Linked DNA regions of Mus musculus: region 1 is linked to region 2. Evidence: chromatin contacts called from public Hi-C data. All regions are on one chromosome and are shown on one strand. Each heading gives the region's core, a stretch centred on a gene start, on an enhancer-like site or on the middle of the called end of the contact. The rest is flanking DNA. Distances are from core to core; before and after follow the strand shown. Region 1 has its middle 78 kb from the start of Gm33430. Region 2 has its middle 35 kb from the start of 3110083C13Rik.

Region 1 (3,304 bases), core at 601-3,100, 470 kb before region 2:
ACAAAAAGTAGACATTGAGGTTTTAAAGTTTGTCACATAATTGAAGGCTGATATATTCCTGTCCTTCACAAATGTACAGGAAGGCAGTAGGAGAAACACACTGTGCAATGAACAAATGCTTCGCTTCCCTATTGCCTTTTCTTATCGACTTCTTATCAACTCTATCTCTTACTCTCACCCGTATCTCTGAAAGCTACAATTAAGAGAGTTCTCAGGAAACAGCTTGGGTTCCCACTAACATATAAACCGTGTAATTGCTCAGCAAACCCTCAAGGGTGAATAATGAGCTGTCAGCCCCTGGTATTAGAAGGTTGACTATAAAGTAACAACTTTACTCACAATTCAGAATGACAACACAGAGGCAGTGTGTTCCTATCCACCGGGGGCAGGATGGGTGTCACACGAGTACATTCCTTATCGAATTCTGTAGGCAAGGGAGGCAGCTAAGGCCAGGGAGAGAGGGAGGATTAACCTACAGAGAACCAGGTTTGAACACAGGCCCCACTGGTTCAAAACAGCTGTGTGACCCTGGACTTGGCTGTCTCCTTTGTGTCTTCGGAATGCTGAAGGAATAACAGATGTCTTTGAAGGTTTGCTAAGACTCCCAACTCCAAAGCAGCAAGTCAAAGCTTCATTGTTCCCCAGAGGCAAAAGCTGCATGCCTCTCTTAGGGTTACATCCTCCCTGAAACCCGTTTACTATCTCTAGCCAGGTGCCTACAAACTATTGCCTTCTCTCTCCTTGAATTATTTTACCCACATTGGCAAGCTCTGCACCCCCCCCCCCACATGCATCCAGCCATTGAGGCTATAGACAGTGTCATTGACAATGGTGCCCTTGGTATTAGGGGCATCCCCATGCTCTGGGATCAGAGCCTTGGGTATTCTGTGCTGTTGGGCCAAGTGCTCTTCATAGACGACCAAGCATCTGAGTCTCAGCCAAAATCAAGTACTGACAATCAAAAGCACAACCGCTACATTCTCCTGAGGCTTTAAGTCACAGCCAAAGAAACTAAGGCAATTCAGAGGTTCTCGTTGGCAGGCAGGCTTGTGTCTTCCACTGCTTCTCCAGGAGACTATGGTCTGGTGTCTCAGTGCCCTCAACCTGCATCCCCCAATGCCAAGCACAACTGGACGTTTCTCCTGATCCAGTGCCACACAGTGCTGCAGCATCTTGTGTCCAGGGCTGACTCCAGCCCTCCAAGGGACAAAAGTTCACAAGCCCTCATCCTCACTAGTATCTCACATGTACTAGGCATTACATGAATGAATACAGACATGAAAGAGACTCAGGCATGCGTTTAATTATGGAAATGGAGAGATGAGGTATCGTGAAGATAGCATAAAACCACTCAAAAGAATGTAACAGATGCTCTGTTAAGAAAAAAAGAATTCCATATATGATTTTCCTAGAAAGATTAGCAATGCTCTAAGATAAACAAATGATCCAGGTCATGTAAGTGGGGGAGGGGTAAAGAACAGTATAGAACAATGGGGTCTAGAGATCCTTGATTGATGGAATTTATAGCAAACCCACAGTTATCATCTGCTTTTGGGAAACACAAATAAAAACATATTGTTCACAATCCAAGGGACTCAAGTTCATTATCCCAAGAGAACTCATTTCCACCTGTCTTGCTCATTGGCTGTCAATGTCCACCCAGCACCTCTGTTGTGAGTATGAGTGTGTCTGTCTCATTGGACAAAGGTTTGAAACAGCATATGCTTATTTCCCCCTTTTCAAGAAGAATATATTTTTCCCCAGAGTCAGCCACATTCCTCCCATTCCTCCTTCTCTTGGACGCTCACTCAAACTGATGACATCATTCGAAAGTTCTCACCAGTCTAGTCATGAAGCAACAGCAGTCTGGGTTTGTCTACAATCCATTCTGTCTGTGTCCCTCTGCTGTACACCCCTCTAGCAGGGGCTGCTTACAGGCAGAAGCGACTACATGTGCTATTATGATGAGTCTACTCCACTGCTAAATAACAAGGGCTTCTGAAAGACAAAAATATGTGAAAAAAGTTTATTTCCTCAAATTAATCTAAGTAGAACCAGCTCTTTGGAGAAGAATAAATACATGGAATAAAAGAGTTGGGGGTAATGGCTTGAGTGATCATGTCAAAGAGCAGAAAACAAGGACACTTATGTCATGAATAAAGCTGTGTGATAGGCACACAACAGTTCGTTTTCCTATTCCATTTACATTTATAATGTCGGAATGTCTCCAGAGAAGAGGAAGATAAAACCATTAAGCACCCGTAACAAAATTTGTGTTAGAAATCAAAAAAAGCACAGACATGGTATAAGTCTCTCACATTCTGTCCAGAACTCTCCTATCCTGACATCAGCTCTGGCTCTGGGGCTAGCACTGAGCAGCATCTCTGGGGACTTCCTTCCAAGGCTGGGCTGTGGATCTTGTAGTGCATGTTGTAAGCCAATGTAGAAGTCAATGATGGCTGCTCTCCAAGCCACAGAGCCAGGGGACAGATGGTAGGCCAGAGAGAGGTGGCAGAGCCCTGTAGTGGCATTGAGCAAGACAGAACCCCAGGGCTGTCTTCATCCTGCCAGTCTGAGTTTTGTGCTCCTGGAAGAATGCCTGGTGCCAGAACCAGAGCATGTCCTGCAGTCTCCAGAGTGGATACAGATGTTCACACACAGAACCAGCTGAGACAGATGTGTCTCACCTTTAAGTAGGCATCCCCTCCAAAGGAGTTAGCCATTGGGGATGAAATGCTTGCAGTGCCTCAGAAATATTCTGGTCCACCCTAACCCTATGACAAGCAAAAGTGACACCTAACACTGCCTGAGGAAGCAGAGCTAACGTGGACTTCTTGTCACCCAGTTAATTTGTATCTGGGAGCCAACTGTCAGATGATATGCCAGAAATATTAACGTGGATCTTCTCTTACATTTTAGTCTGTTCTTTCTGCCTAAACCTGAGCAAGGCTCTCGGTCCATATCAGTTAGAAGAAAATAGAGAATGAAGCAGAGTTTAGTCAGCATACCTGCCTGTGGAGTGGTATAGCACCTTGTTTCCTTGTAGGGGGGAGGGGGGAGGGGACCCTTGCTGTAGTTATGCCAGAAGTAAAGCAGCAATTGAAACCCAACTGACTCCATCCAGGCTGTGCATCAAATGACAGAACAGGAAGATAGACAGACCAGGTGTGGAAGGTTCTGAACTCAGAGCACCCCCTCCCAGTTACTCTCACACCAAGCTGCTCTTCTGGGAAGCTTATAACCCCAGCTGAGGGATGCATTCCATCTTCCTCTACAAGGCCATTCTGGCCATCTGCACACATGG
Region 2 (3,682 bases), core at 386-2,885:
GTGCTGGTCAGTCAATGGACATTACAGGCAGGCCTGTTGTTGCTCAAATGAGATTAGTCCCTAACTGATGCACACGGGGTCTCACTGAAAGGGCCATTCTGTAATTGTTGCCATTACTGCAGTGACCATGAGGTGGTCACAGAACCTTCCTGGAGGGACTAGGACTCTCCAGAGGCCGGGTCACTCATGTAGAACAGCAGGCACTGTGCTAATTTCCAGGCTCCCAGCCATTAGGGACAGAAACAGCTCGTTAGAGGTCCTACCCTTTCAACGCCAATTACCCCAGGATAATGACCCAACGTAGAGCACCCTGGGAACTCTTGGGACTTCACACATCCCTCTCTCATTCATGATCTCTGCTGATGACAGCTACAGACATAAATAAACCAGGCCCTCGCATCTCACAGCCAGGTTGGGTGACATGGTCAGTCATGTGAACATGGGGTCATGTTAATTTAAAGACTGAGCATTTTAGCATGTGTCTTAGAGAAAATGCTTACACTCTGTCTGCGTAAGAGGATAGCCCGGCACACTGTTCTGTTGTGCTTTCCCAACCCCCATCCCTATCCCTCTGACGAGGAACAAACTTTGCAGCGAGGCACAGCAAAAATCAATAGTTTCAGAAGTGCTGGTATCTCTACTTTTCCTTTCTTTATGCCTGTACATGTGTGTATACATGCTCAAGTACACATGTATGTTTATCTCTGTTAAAACAGAGTACCTCGCTGAGCCTGGAGCTCACCAGTTCTGCCAGATCAGCCGGCCAGTGAACTGTAGAGATCTTCCCATCTCCACACTGAGATCTCAGACTCATATAGCCCCACCTGGATTTTCTTGTGCACGCTGACAATCTTGTGCACTTGCCCCACCCCCAGGACACCCATTCCTGTCTCCTCACTAAGCCATCCTCCCAGATCCTCTAGTCTCTGCAGAAAACCATACAGAATTGGAAAATTAGCCCACCTGTCCCCTCAGCCCGTGACATATTTATTTAGCAAGAAAAAGTTATGGTGGGAGAGAGTTATGGTGAGGAAAAAAATGGAATTCTCTAGAAAAGCAGAAGAAAAAAAAAGAAACAAGAAAAAAACACTGCTTTGTGTGCCAGTGTACCCGAACCCTGAAGCATCGCAGAGCCCTGTCCTCGGGGCCTGACTTTTGATACTTTAACCCAATGTCATTAAAGTTTCTCCTTTTCTTTGCTCCCTTTTGCCTGGTTCAATATTCTTTTGCAAATTTACACCCCAGTTTTGGGGAGTTTCCACTTGCTTCACCCACTCTTGGCGGCAGTGTACTCACCCCCACCCCACACAGGCCCTCCTCTGGGACAGACAGCCCCTTTCTTACTCCCAAATGCCATCTGAAAAGGAGCCAAGCCACTCAGGTCCCAACTTGTTGCCAGCGAGGTCTCCAAAGCACCGTAATAAGAAAATATACCACACAATTGTTTCTCCAGTTTAAATGAATCAACGAGTTGTTTTCTGTGTTATGTAAATACTCTTTCAAATATGCACAGGCATATTTTTGAGACGATTTCACTGACAGATCTTGTTCATAGTCACTAATGAAGAAGATGTTTTTGCAGATAATCCAAATAGCATCAGGCTCATAAAAGGATACTGTTAGCAGAAACACGGTCCATGTTTTTCTAGTGCCTTAACCTGGCATCCCAAAATCCCAAAAGAAAAAGACGTAACTGTTTGGAACGTCATGGAACCATCAAAACTACATGAAATAAACCCTGAAATGATAAAACAGAAGTCACTCATGTTTAATTTGTGGCAAGATGAAAATACAAATTGCGTTCACGGATAGAAAATATAAACGAGGAATCTAGGCTCCCTCGTGTGGAGAGAGCCGGTACTACCCAACCTAATTTACCCTCTTTGCTGAACCAGTGTCCCAAATCCTGTGAATATATTTAAGGCCATTGTTACTCTAGTGAGTATATACCTTCCTCGACAATACCATAATAATTTCTTTCAGCCTACAGTCAAAAGATCCTTTCTCCAAATATCCTGTTCCTGGCCTAGCTCAGCAGGCCCATCTGCAGGTTACCATTGCAGAAACTTCCTGAAGGGTGATTCCTGATGTCAAGACCACTGTGGGTTGCAGAGATGCTAAGTCAGCTCCCTTAGGACCTGCCCGTTTGGGAAGATGCTAAGGCCATCATAGACTTATTCGCCCACGTCTGATGAATTGATTCTTGCCCTTTTCAACACTACATGAGTGTTAGCTTACAGGAAAGCAGGTCTATGACCACGGTGATCCTCAGAGTGGCCATACTGCTGATCTTACGCCTTGAAGACATGCCAGGCCAAGAACTCCTCCACAGCATTCAGTCCGATGCGGCTGAATTGCTTCCATCTCATCTGAACTTGGTTAAGCTCTCGGTGCTGTGAGGACGATGACCGTCCTTTCAGCTGTGGCATCTTGCAGTTTCTGACACGCGTGGCACGCTTCATAACAAGGTGTCGCCTATGTGTCAATTCTACCCCCACATAAGGCTTGCTAGAAGGAACAACTGAGACAGACACACAGGGATTAATGTGCATATTGGAGCAGCACCTAGCAAGAGGTGGTAAACGCAGATCCTCTTTGCCAGCTGAGCGAACGGGCAGCCCAGCCTCTTAGACGCTGAAAGGCTGTTTGGCGGGTGCATCTTCACCCAAGTTTCAGGAGACATCAAGCTGTTAAAGGCTGATCCACCATGGAACTCCGTGGGAGTCCGTGGTCCTGGAGTCCTAAGGGCTTGCACCTCTCCCCTGCTACCAAGCCATGTTGAGGCTGTTGGTTTGAGGAACACACCTTGAGAGCAGCTGATGCAATGGTTTAATTCTCACCCAGACTACATTCAGAAACCACTGGAAGACGTCTGAAATTTTGGATTTTCCAGAACACACCAAAGGAAGCCAAACTCAGTGAGGGCCTGGCCTCTTCCCCTCCGCCCCGCCCCCTCCCCCCAGGCAGAAGCTTCTGCAGGCAGAGGAGCTTTAACAAGCACAGGCCACGCATGGCTCTGTAACAGGAACACGGACTAAAGTGCATGCCTCTAACTACAAAGTATTCTCCTCTATGACTCCATACATCCTCAAACAATCCTTGGAATAAGAAAAAGAAGAAACAAAGAAAGTATCCTCCGTCTTAAAGAGTCATGTGGTAAGTGAGAGTTCTTGGGCTTCAGTCTTTTTTTTTTTTTCTGTTTGCTTGTTTGTTTTGTTTTGTTTTGCTTTTGTTTTTGTTTTGAGGGTGTTTGGGTGTTTGGTTGATTGGTTGGTTGGTTGATTGTTTGGTTGGTTGGTTTGGTTTTCTGTTGTTGTTGTTTGTTTGTTTGTTTTTTGTTTTGTTTTGGGCCATATCAACTTTTGAGTCAAACTTGGAATAGATGCAAGATCCAATTGGAAAACCAGAGGTGCATCTTGAAAAACAAAATGTACCACTTGGTGATAGAAACCACAAAGAGTAGCATGGAGTAACCTAAAGGTTAGCAACAACACCAATCTGCCACTATCCAAAACTCAAAATCAGGCAGCATTCCTGGAACCAGGGTCCAGTAAGGAATCATGGGAGAAGCTGTGGTGGACTGTGGGCTTGGTGATGGGGAAGGGAAAGGCAGGGCAGGATGGCAGGAGATGGGAAGGGGGGAGGGGGAAGAGAGATGGGAGGTATAAGGAGGGGAAAGAGG

Evidence for each region. A called contact is a pair of places that touch in the nucleus more often than the background predicts.
Region 1: a Hi-C map of cerebellar granule neurons shows a contact between it and region 2, with 2.7 times the contacts expected there. The contact joins two enhancer-like sites. A contact is called at or near these places in 1 of 15 datasets of contacts at CTCF or cohesin (stem cell-derived epiblast-like cells) and 27 of 484 Hi-C or Micro-C datasets (the AML12 cell line, the AtT-20 cell line, the G1E-ER4 cell line and 12 more).

What each region holds. Positions count from the first base shown.
Region 1 is chr14:58,505,212-58,508,515 of GRCm38.p6, reverse strand. No RefSeq gene overlaps it. Among named protein-coding and RNA genes, the nearest start is that of Gm33430, 78 kb to the right of the region's middle. Within about 2 kb of position 1,850, at least 16 of the 459 cell types and tissues checked have an H3K27ac peak or open chromatin away from gene starts, as enhancers often do. A contact at or near this core is called in cerebellar granule neurons, where this site is marked.
Region 2 is chr14:58,032,949-58,036,630 of GRCm38.p6, reverse strand. No RefSeq gene overlaps it. Among named protein-coding and RNA genes, the nearest start is that of 3110083C13Rik, 35 kb to the right of the region's middle. Within about 2 kb of position 1,635, at least 2 of the 459 cell types and tissues checked have an H3K27ac peak or open chromatin away from gene starts, as enhancers often do. A contact at or near this core is called in cerebellar granule neurons, where this site is marked.